Regions from separate parts of the Rattus norvegicus genome. Here region 1 is linked to region 2. Evidence: chromatin contacts called from public HiChIP or PLAC-seq data. All regions are on one chromosome and are shown on one strand. The core of a region is the stretch at or near the end of the contact, and the rest is flanking DNA. Distances in the headings are between cores, read along the strand shown. Region 1 holds the start of Ubap2 (ubiquitin-associated protein 2). Region 2 holds the start of Ube2r2 (ubiquitin-conjugating enzyme E2R 2).

Region 1 (4,914 bases), core at 1,348-3,847, 150 kb before region 2:
CTCAGTGGTAGAGCGCTTGCCTAGGAAGCACAAGGCCCTGGGTTCGGTCCCCAGCTCCGAAAAAAAGAACAAAAAAAAAAAAAAAAAAAAAAAAAACTTTGACTCTCTCATACATTTCTATAAAACAAGGAGACATAGAGACTGAACTGACCAGACACAATGTTAGTAGATCATTGGCCAAGAAAGATAAGATACACCTACACATGAATAATCAGGATAATATGTTCTTTTTGTTCTGCCTGTAAAATTCAGGCAGAAAAACAAAGACTTCCCTTGAACTGGGCAGGCCTGTTTAAAATTTCAATTGTCTAGACAGGTAGGCTAAATAGATCAAGTCTATTAGTAACTAGCAAGTTAGTAATTAGCACTGTACCCCCATCAGTATAAGAAAAATCCCTTTTCCATCTTGCTTAAACCAGCTGCACCTTATGGGTATAAACAGGGTGTGAACATAATTCTGTTTGTTGAGGGCTTATTGTGTGCCAACCAGATAGTTTATATAATCTCTTTCTCTTTCCTGGGACAGGGTTTGCTGTTGTAGCCCTGGCTGTTCTGGAACTTGCTCTATAAACTAAGCAGACTGGACTCAAACTGGACTCAAAAGAGATCAGCCAGCCTCTGCTTCCTGGGAACAAAGGCTTATCCCACCACTCCGGGCTACTGGACCTCTTAATTTTTACAGTCCAGGAAAACTCAAATTGAGGTAATGTTTACTGAACTACAACGTTGTAGATGTATATGCACTCATAGTCACATTATATTATGTTTCAATGTATAATTTTTTTTTTTTTTGGTTCTTTTTTTCGGAGCTGGGGACCGAACCCAGGGCCTTGTGCTTCCTAGGCAAGCGCTCTATCACTGAGCTAAATCCCCAACCCCTCAATGTATAATTTTTAACAAGATACAGTTCAGCTGTTTAGAATACCTGTCTTTCCAGAGGGTGTTCGTTTGATTTCCAGCACCTAGAATATGAATTATAACTATAACTTCAGTTTCAGAGGATCCAATCCCATTTTCTGGCTAGGCATGCATATGGTGCATATATACATACAGGTAAAACATCCATACACATTATGTATATAATAAAATATACATTTTATATGTATGTATATATTTGAAATATATTATACTAACCAGGCATGGTGGGTGGCTCTTGTGTGTAATCCCACCACTTGGAAGGCCAAGGCAGGATGACTGTGGAGAGTTAGAGGTCACCAAGTACTGCACAATGAGGCTAGGTTAGTATGGGCTGGAGTGAAAGTGTTTTCAACATTTGTTTCTTTTTTTCTGGAAGAGCAGTCAGTGCTCTTTTTTTTTTTTTTTTTTTAATTTTTTTTTAAGATTTATTTATTTGTAAGTACATTGTAGCTGTCTTCAGACCAGAAGAGGGCATCAGATCTCACTACAGATGGTTGTGAGCCACCATGTGGTTGCTGGGATTTGAACTCAGGACCTCTGGAAGAGCAGTCAGTGCTCTTAACCACTGAGCCATCTCTCCAGCCCTCAACATTTGTTTCTTTTTTTTTTTTTTTGGTTCTTTTTTTCGGAGCTGGGGACCGAACCCAGGGCCTTGCGCTTCCTAGGTAAGCGCTCTACCACTGAGCTAAATCCCCAGCCCCAACATTTGTTTCTTAAAGATAAGCTAGTGAGTGATTAATCATCATTTGAGTCTAGCGGTGGTGTCACACGCCTTTAATCCCAGCACTCAGGAAGCAGAAGCAGGTGGATCTTCGTGAGTTTGAGGCCAGTATTGAACTACAGAGTGAGTTTCAAAACAGGGAAGCCCTGTCTCAAAAACCTAAAACACTCTTCCTTTCCTATTTGCAAAACCGGACCGATCTTGGGCTAGAACACGACTGTATAAATCTCTAACATCGCGTAGGCGCTCAAGAAATGGTAGTCGTTTCCTGTAGAAGAGAGTTGGGAATGCAGAAAGCAATCCGCATTTGAGTACATTGAAGTCTCGAGGCCTTCAGCGGGAGGACGTTCTGGGTGTCTCGGTTTGGCGGCTGGCCGTTGGCGTTTTCCCGCGCAGAGGGCAGGGCGGAGCGCCAGTCCCGCAACGTGGTAGCTGAACCCACTCTCCGCCAGAACTACACCTTCCTGCAGAAACCACGCTGGTTCGCTTGGCAGGTGGCACCCAATGGTACTAGCTCGGAAGCTAGCCATGCGGTGCTCGTTGGAGCCAGAGTCAGGACTTGTATCTACAAGCTCGCCGAGAAAAGGCGGCCGTAGACAGTGCTTTTGCCGCGCAGCACGCTGGGAGTTGTAGTTCGCTCCCGCAACGTCTAGTAGCCAGGCTTGCTTTGAGTGGCTGTACCCTGTCACGTGACGACAGAGACGCACGCATCGAGTATCTTGCAGTGTCTCTGAGGTCATCATAGAGCGACCGCACGCCTTAATAGTGGGTTCTCTGTAGGCTGTGGATAATACGACCCTGAAACTCCGACCACTCGCAATGCTAGCATCCCCGCCGCCTCCACATAGTCCCTCTCGCTCAGCTCCCAGAGCTGTGTTAACCAGCCGGGTAACCGCGTTCAAGCTTCAAGTACTGGCTCCGCCCTCTCCCATGACGTAGGGATCACGTGACGGGCAGGGCCGCCTCTGCCGCCGCCGCCGCTTTGTAAGAGGCACATTGGCAGGTAACGAGCGGCGGCGGCGGCGGCGGGTCCCGAGTCCAACGAGAGCAGCAGCGGTAATTGCCACACTATCCCCTTCAGTCTCTTTTCCAGAGCCATGAACCCTGCGGTGTATGCTTTCTGGACCAGGGCTTAGGTCTTCTGAACTCCCAACCCCCTTTGGGATGCCCCAGCGTCTACCCGGGTGGACCGGGCCGAGCTTCCCTCGCTGGCTTCATGTTTCTGTAGTGTGTCCAGGCCTGGGCACTCTCCTTCCTCTCCCGCTCAGGTTGCCCTGTGCTTCCTGCTCCCCCCAATCCTAGTTGGCCGGCCCCACCCAGCCCCAGGGGGCGCCTTCCCCTCCCCCACTTTGGGTTTTTATCCTGGAGGGTGTGGTTTTCTCTCCCACCTCGGTCCCGGCGTGTTGGCTGGAGCTTCTCCGCCACGCTGTCGCCCTCATTCTGACCACCTTTCCGCTTTCTCGTCTGGCGGCGTTCCTGGGACTGGTCTTAGAGCCCAACTTCTGCGCTTTAGTCTCTCCCTACTTAACCTGAAGGCATAGTTCAGTTTTACTACTTTTCATTCCTGAGGTCTTTGGTGTTAGTTGAAACTCAAGTTTTCTTTCTCCTGCCCTGTTCTTGAAGTCTGTTTGTGTCATAGTTTATTCTTTAACGTAAGTTAAGAGTGCTTGTGAACTGTAAAGCGTGCCTGTTAGAAAATCAAATGCTAATTCTTGAACCTGGTGCATTCCAACTCGGTTTTCCTTACCAGTTTCTTTATCACTTTACTATCCAGCTTTCCCAAAACCTTTCCCCCTACATTTTCAGTTTTAGTTGCCCAGGCATAGCAACTGTCACCACTCAGGACTCTTGTTTTCTCTTGGGGTTGGTCTTGGAATTCTTCCTGCTGTTTCTTGCTTTAACATAATCTCATACGCCTTTCTACTTCATTTCCAAGGTGCACACTCTGCCTACTCCTACTTTTTACTTTTCTCCAGCAATTGTGTACAGTAATAATTGGAGCTTTGGTGATTCCATGAAGTGCCCAGAGATCATCTTTTGGAGAGCATTCCTTTTTTGGGGGCGTTTTTGAGAGAGGGATGCACTCACTCCCTAGCTAAGGCTGGCTTTCTATTCAAAATCCTCTTGGCTCTGTCTGTCTCTCTTCTCCCTCCCTTCCTCCCTCCCTCCCTCCCTCGCTAGCTTTTGGAAACAGGGTTTCTTCATATTGAGGACTTGCTTTGTAGACCATGCCGGTCTTGCACTCATAGGGATCCACTTGCCTCAGCCTCCCAAGCACTGGGATTAAAGGCATGAGTCACCATGCACCTCTGGCCTCAGTCTTTCCTTGCTAGGATCAGGTTGCATGGATTACAGGCAAACATTACTGTGCCTGGTTACAATGAACTCTTTGCGTTCTCTTTCTTTGTTTTTTAAATTTATTTATTATATATAAGTACACGGTGCCAGATGAGAAAGTGGAAAGGTGTACACTGTCTTCAGACACACCGGAAGAGGACATCGAATCCCATTACAGATGGTTGTGAGTCACCATGTGGTTGCTGGACCATGTGGTTGCTGGGAATTGAACTCAGAACCTCTGGAAGAACAGTCAGTGCTCTTAACCACTGAGCCATCTCTCCAGCCCTCTTTTATTTTTTTATAAACCCCCTACCAATGGGCATGCCAGTACTCCCTCTGAATTGTCTGGTTTTTGTTGTTGTTTGTTTGTTTATTTTTTAAACCTCCCTTCAGTTTTTCATCGGTGTGATCCTGACTGTCTTGGAACTTACTTTGTAGACCAGGCTGGCCTTGACCTGGAGAAATCGCCTGTCTCTACCTTCAAGTGCCAGGCTTAAAGGTACGAACTACCACCCACCATCTGGTGCTTGTTCTTAGTGTTGGTTTTTCCAATAAAGGTAGAAGGGAGGTGATTCTCATACTCTCACACCTAAGTTCTCCTGTAGTGTAGCTTGGACATTGGGCGATTCTTTAGTATGGTCTTTACCTCTTTTAGGGAAGAATACATCCTACTCTTGGGAGGTTGTCCGATATATCTTGTCTGCCTTCACGGCCTCTCTGCTAGGGCCATTTTCCAGTAGCTTTGAGATTTGTCTTACTGGGCAAAGGTGTTTCCCATTCTACACTTGCGTGCTGTCACTATTTTTCCTACTTAGGGTTCATTTAAGTTCTGTAAGAGATCCCTCCCCTCATCCCTGGTGGGTGACCGGTATGTTTCCCACACTTCTGATCCCTCCCCCATTCCTTTCCTTGCTGCCTCTGACCTTCAAAAACTA
Region 2 (4,586 bases), core at 724-3,223:
ACCTGCATCTAAAAAGCATAGCTGCATGCTGACCACAAAAGATGAAGCAAACAGTTGGTAAGGATACCACACTCTTACATAACACTCTAAAAATGTCCTTTTACTAAGTATTCAGCAACTATCACATGCACGAATGTTAAGCATTCCCTATCAATCCTATTTTCAACAAAGTTGACCCAGTTTAAAGCCTGAAACTTGAGGCTTTTGAACGGTAGAAAATAAGAGTTAAGTAATTGGGTAGTCCTAAAAATACACATCACAACTACATGACTAAGATATTCGTTTAAAACTTGTGCCAAGATAACCCCTCCCTTCAAAACAAACTAAAATTGACTCATTGGCCTATTTTACCTAATTTTGGAAATAAAATAATAAATGGGTTCCTGGGGCTGGGGATTTAGCTCAGTGGTAGAGTGCTTACCTAGGAAGCGCAAGGCCCTGGGTTCGGTCCCCAGCTCCGAAAAAAAGAACCAAAAAAAAAAAAAAATAAAATAAAATAAAATAAAAAAATAAATGGGTTCCTAAACACCCATTTCCTCTGTCTCTACCCCTACTCCATCTTCACTCAGGGATTCTACCCTCCCAAAACAAACAAACAAACAAACAAAAAACGCTTCAGTCAAATCAAGACAAAAAAAAAAAAAAAACAACTCAGTATCTCCAAGTACTGAACTCAGGAATAATTCATGGAAAACAATAGAAACAATGTCTATATAGTGGCTGCCTAAGGAACCACTCCACCACGAGAAACCCTGTCACCTCGGATGCGGCTCATCTGTGGGACGACCCCATTTGCTGGAGCTAACAACCACCTAAGGAAAAGCTTTTAATCTTGTCTCCCTAAAGTGGGAAACTATCCATCTGCCTGACGTGTTCCACCCTTTGTGGATGTTTGTACATGGGGGGTGGGGGGTTGCTAGTAAACTCGGTAGGAAAGGACAAAGGGCATTTTGGCAACAGCAGAGACTGACTATAAAGTAAATGGGAAAACGAGGGCAAAAAAGAGGACTAAACTGAAGTCCCCTCAAGCGGATGAACAGAAAGACAACGCCAGCACACCACCCTCCCTTTTTTGGCCACCCCCAGGGTCCTCTTCCTTATTACCACCTACAGTAAGCAAAAGTTGAACTACCACTACCCAAGACCAACAAATCCTCCAAATGTCAGGGCACCAGCCACATAGGAAATGACAGACTAATATTCCTCCCCCACACCACCCCCCCAAAAAAAGAGAAAAGTCCAATCCAATAAGTGCAGGTCACCCTGCCCTCTGGGGCAGTTCCAGCCTGCGCAGAGAAGGCTCGGATGGATCGAGAAAGAGAAGATAGACCATCTCTATTTCCACACACCCCTCAGCTGGAGAAACAAAACAAAGGCAACCCTCCTTCCCGGTAGCCACTACCCCAGCCACAGAGGCTTTCCTATTTCCCGGTGCAGTCTGGCCTCCCGCCCCCGCCCCATGACAAAGAAAAGGCACTTGGTGAGCAAGGCCTTCCTGCCTCTACGGATGGGGGAGGGGGATGCGAGGTGAGGAGCCCCCTCGGCTCCCCAGAGCTCACGCTCCGGGCCAGCGGCGGAAAGCGGAGACAGGGGAAGCTGGGCCGGGAAAGGGTGGCGGTACCTTGAAGTAGCCGCCTTCGTAGAGGGTGTTAGGGGGTCCGAAGATGGCCACCTCCCAGTTGTAGAGGTCGGACTCATCCACCAGGGTGATCCGGAAGCCCTCCACCGGTTCCTCCTGCAGGGATTTCAGCTCAAGCATCAGGGCTTTTTGCGAGCTGGTCATCTGCTGCTGGGCCATCGCGGCGGCGGCCGTGCGGGGCCGCGGCCCCAGTCCTCGCGCACCGGCCGGGCCGGACCAGGCCCCTCCCCTCCGCTCGCCCTCGGGCCGGGCCGGGCCCCTGTCCTCACACGCCTGGCGGGGCCGGACCAGGCCCCAGACGGCCCGCGGGCCCGCCCGGGGTCCTCCTCACTCACGACGCGGGCCGGCCCGGGCCCTCCTCACACTCGGGCCGGGCGGGGGCGGGCCTAAGGGAGTTGGGGGAATCCGCTCCGGGCCCCGGGCCTCCCCCCCCCCCGGAGGGGGCCTCTACTTGTGGGGGGGGGAGTGGAGGTGGAAGCGAAGGAAGGCGGCGGAGGGCAGGCGATGGTGAAGACAGGGGGGCCGAGCCGGCCCGGGATCGCCGTGCTCGCTTGCCCTCTCGTTCTCCGCGGGGGCCGGAGGGGCGCACGAGGGAGGGCGCGCCGTGCGCTGGGGTCTCGGGACGGCGGCGGCGGCGGCGGCGGCTGCGCAGGGGGAGGGGCGGAGAAGGAGAGCGAGAGCGCCTCGCGCCGCGGGAGCGACAGAGCAGAGAAGGAGGGAGGGAGGGAGGGAGAGGAGGAGGAGGGGCGCGCGCCGGGAGGGGGGCGGCTCGCAGCGGCAGCGGCCCGGTGCGCGTGCGCGCGCCCCTCCCTCCCCCCGCCCTCCTCGCTGTGCTCTGCTCTACTCTGCTCCTGCTCTTGCTCCCGCCTGCTCGCTTCTCCCCCGCCAGGCCCCACGGTGGCTGCGCTTTGTGACGCCTGCGCGTGTCCCCCACCCTTAAAGAGCCAAGCGGAGGTGGGGATCAAGGGCGGGTCGCAGAGGATCGCTTTGGGCCCTAAGTGACGGTTGTGCGGCTGGACGCCGCGGTTCCAGAGGCGTGTCCCGGAAGGAACCTCAGTTCCTTAGGCTCTCGGCGCTATCGCCCTGTGTGTCCCCTGGCCTCCGCAGCCTTCCTATGAGGAGCCCTGGTCCTCTGCGGGCTCCCCTCGGTGACACCCAGGCTGTGGTCCTTACATTTAGTAGTGCTTCATTAGGTTGCGTCTCCTGCAGATCGAGCCCCTAGACAAGTCTCAGGGAAGGCAGTCTCCCAAAGGAGGGCTGGAGAAAAGCAGGCTAGCTCCTGCTTCCTTTTACCGAGAATAGGTTGTGTAGAAAGCGTAGAATACTAATATTGAACCTGATTACGGGGTCTATATGAGATTTGGGGAAGAGTGCTGGCTACACCTTGGTTTACTTCTTTGCAAAATATTGATGTCGGCCTGGTGTGCGCTTGGAAAGGAACAAAAGCAAAATGATCAATATGAGGCCGACCTGGTCTACTTAAGTAGTTCCTTGCCAGTCAGTACTATGTTGTGAGACCCTGTCTCTAAAAACAGAAGGCTGTGGATCTACCTGGACGCATGGCTAGGAAGACACAGTCTTCAGTTCCTGGGTTAGAACATGCTAGGATTGTGGGCTTCGATGGTGGCAAATGCCTTTGATTTCAGCACTTGATTGGCAGAGACAGTCTGATTGTGGGTTCAAGGATAGCCTGGTATACACAGCAAGTTCAAACAGCCAGGGCTACATAGAGAGACCCTGTCAGAAAGAAAGAAAGAAAGAAAGAAAGAAAGAAAGAAAGAAAGAAAGAAAGAAAGAAAGGAAGAAAGAAAGCAGAACACTGAGACAAGTTCCAAACAACCCAAGGTTCAGAAAGCTTCATTTTAACTCCTCACTTGATCAGATTCTGTAAAAGATTAAATACACCTAACAAGGAATTGTAATGATTAAGTTATATTCACAGCATATAAGACTATTTCTACAGAAGATTTACATACAGAGAAACAGTAAAGTTCCTGTGTACTTAGCACCCAGTTTCCCTATTACAACATCTTCCACAGGATAGAGCAATTACTGTGATTTATAAACCTACTGACAGCTCAGCATGATGCTACATGCTTTGTGATCCCAAGGTTCTGGAGGCTGAAGCAGAAAGAGCCTGATTTACAGAAGAACCTGTCGTAAAATACAAGTGGGCAGGGTGTGGTGGGGCACGTCTTTAATCCCGGCACTCCGGAAGCAGAGGCTGGTGGAACTCTGTGAGTTCGAGACCAGCATGGTTTACAGATTGAGTCCAGGACAGCAGGGTTGTTAGATGGGGAAACCCTGTCTTCAAAAGCAAAACAAAACAACCCAGGTGGTGCTGCTGCCCACCTCCAGTCCCAGCACTCTGGGACTACAGACAAGAGGATCAGTTCTGAGACAGCCTGGGCTACACAGGACCCTGTCTCAAAAACAAAGATCCTGCGAGAAGCCTCAGCAGATAAAAGGAACCACTGCTAAGTCTGATAACAGAGGAGTCCCAGGATCCACATGGTAGAAGTAAAAAACTAACTCCCACAAGTTGTTCTCTGACCTACACCCAGCACTTCCCATGACACACACTAAATAAATACATAATGTGATTTTAAATTGTTTAAATATTTTAGATGTATTTTATTCTGTATACACACACACACACACACACACACATGTTTTTGTCTGCTGTATGTCTGTGTTACACATTCAAGCCTAGGGGCTGGAGAGATAACTCAGTGGTTAAGAGCATGTACCTCTCTTCCAAAGGACCTGAATTCAACTTCCAGCACCCACATCAGATCACAAGCACATACAACTCTAGCTCCAGGGAATCTGATGTTCCTGGCCTCTAAGGCACCCGCACTCATATGCACTTACCTACACAGAGATACACATTCACACGTATATGTTTTTAATATAAAAAAGGAGGGCACCAGAGAAATGGTTCTGT

Evidence for each region. HiChIP or PLAC-seq counts read pairs in DNA pulled down with a chosen protein or histone mark.
Region 1: an H3K27ac HiChIP or PLAC-seq map of oligodendrocytes shows a contact between it and region 2, with 2.8 times the contacts expected there. The contact joins the promoter of Ubap2 here to the promoter of Ube2r2 in region 2. A contact is called at or near these places in 1 of 12 Hi-C or Micro-C datasets (the A7r5 cell line) and 1 of 1 datasets of contacts at active chromatin or transcription factors (oligodendrocytes).

What each region holds. Positions count from the first base shown.
Region 1 is chr5:61,230,442-61,235,355 of GRCr8, reverse strand. It overlaps Ubap2 (ubiquitin-associated protein 2), which reads left to right and starts at 2,597. Exons shown (of 28, transcript NM_001107928.2): 1 at 2,597-2,695.
Region 2 is chr5:61,079,939-61,084,524 of GRCr8, reverse strand. Ube2r2 (ubiquitin-conjugating enzyme E2R 2) reads right to left here and starts at 1,973. Exons shown (of 5, transcript NM_001127573.2): 1 at 1,622-1,973. The coding sequence starts at 1,798. LOC120103060 (a long non-coding RNA gene) reads right to left here and starts at 1,231. Exons shown (of 2, transcript XR_005505168.2): 1 at 1-1,231. It also overlaps a transcript of Nol6 not described here.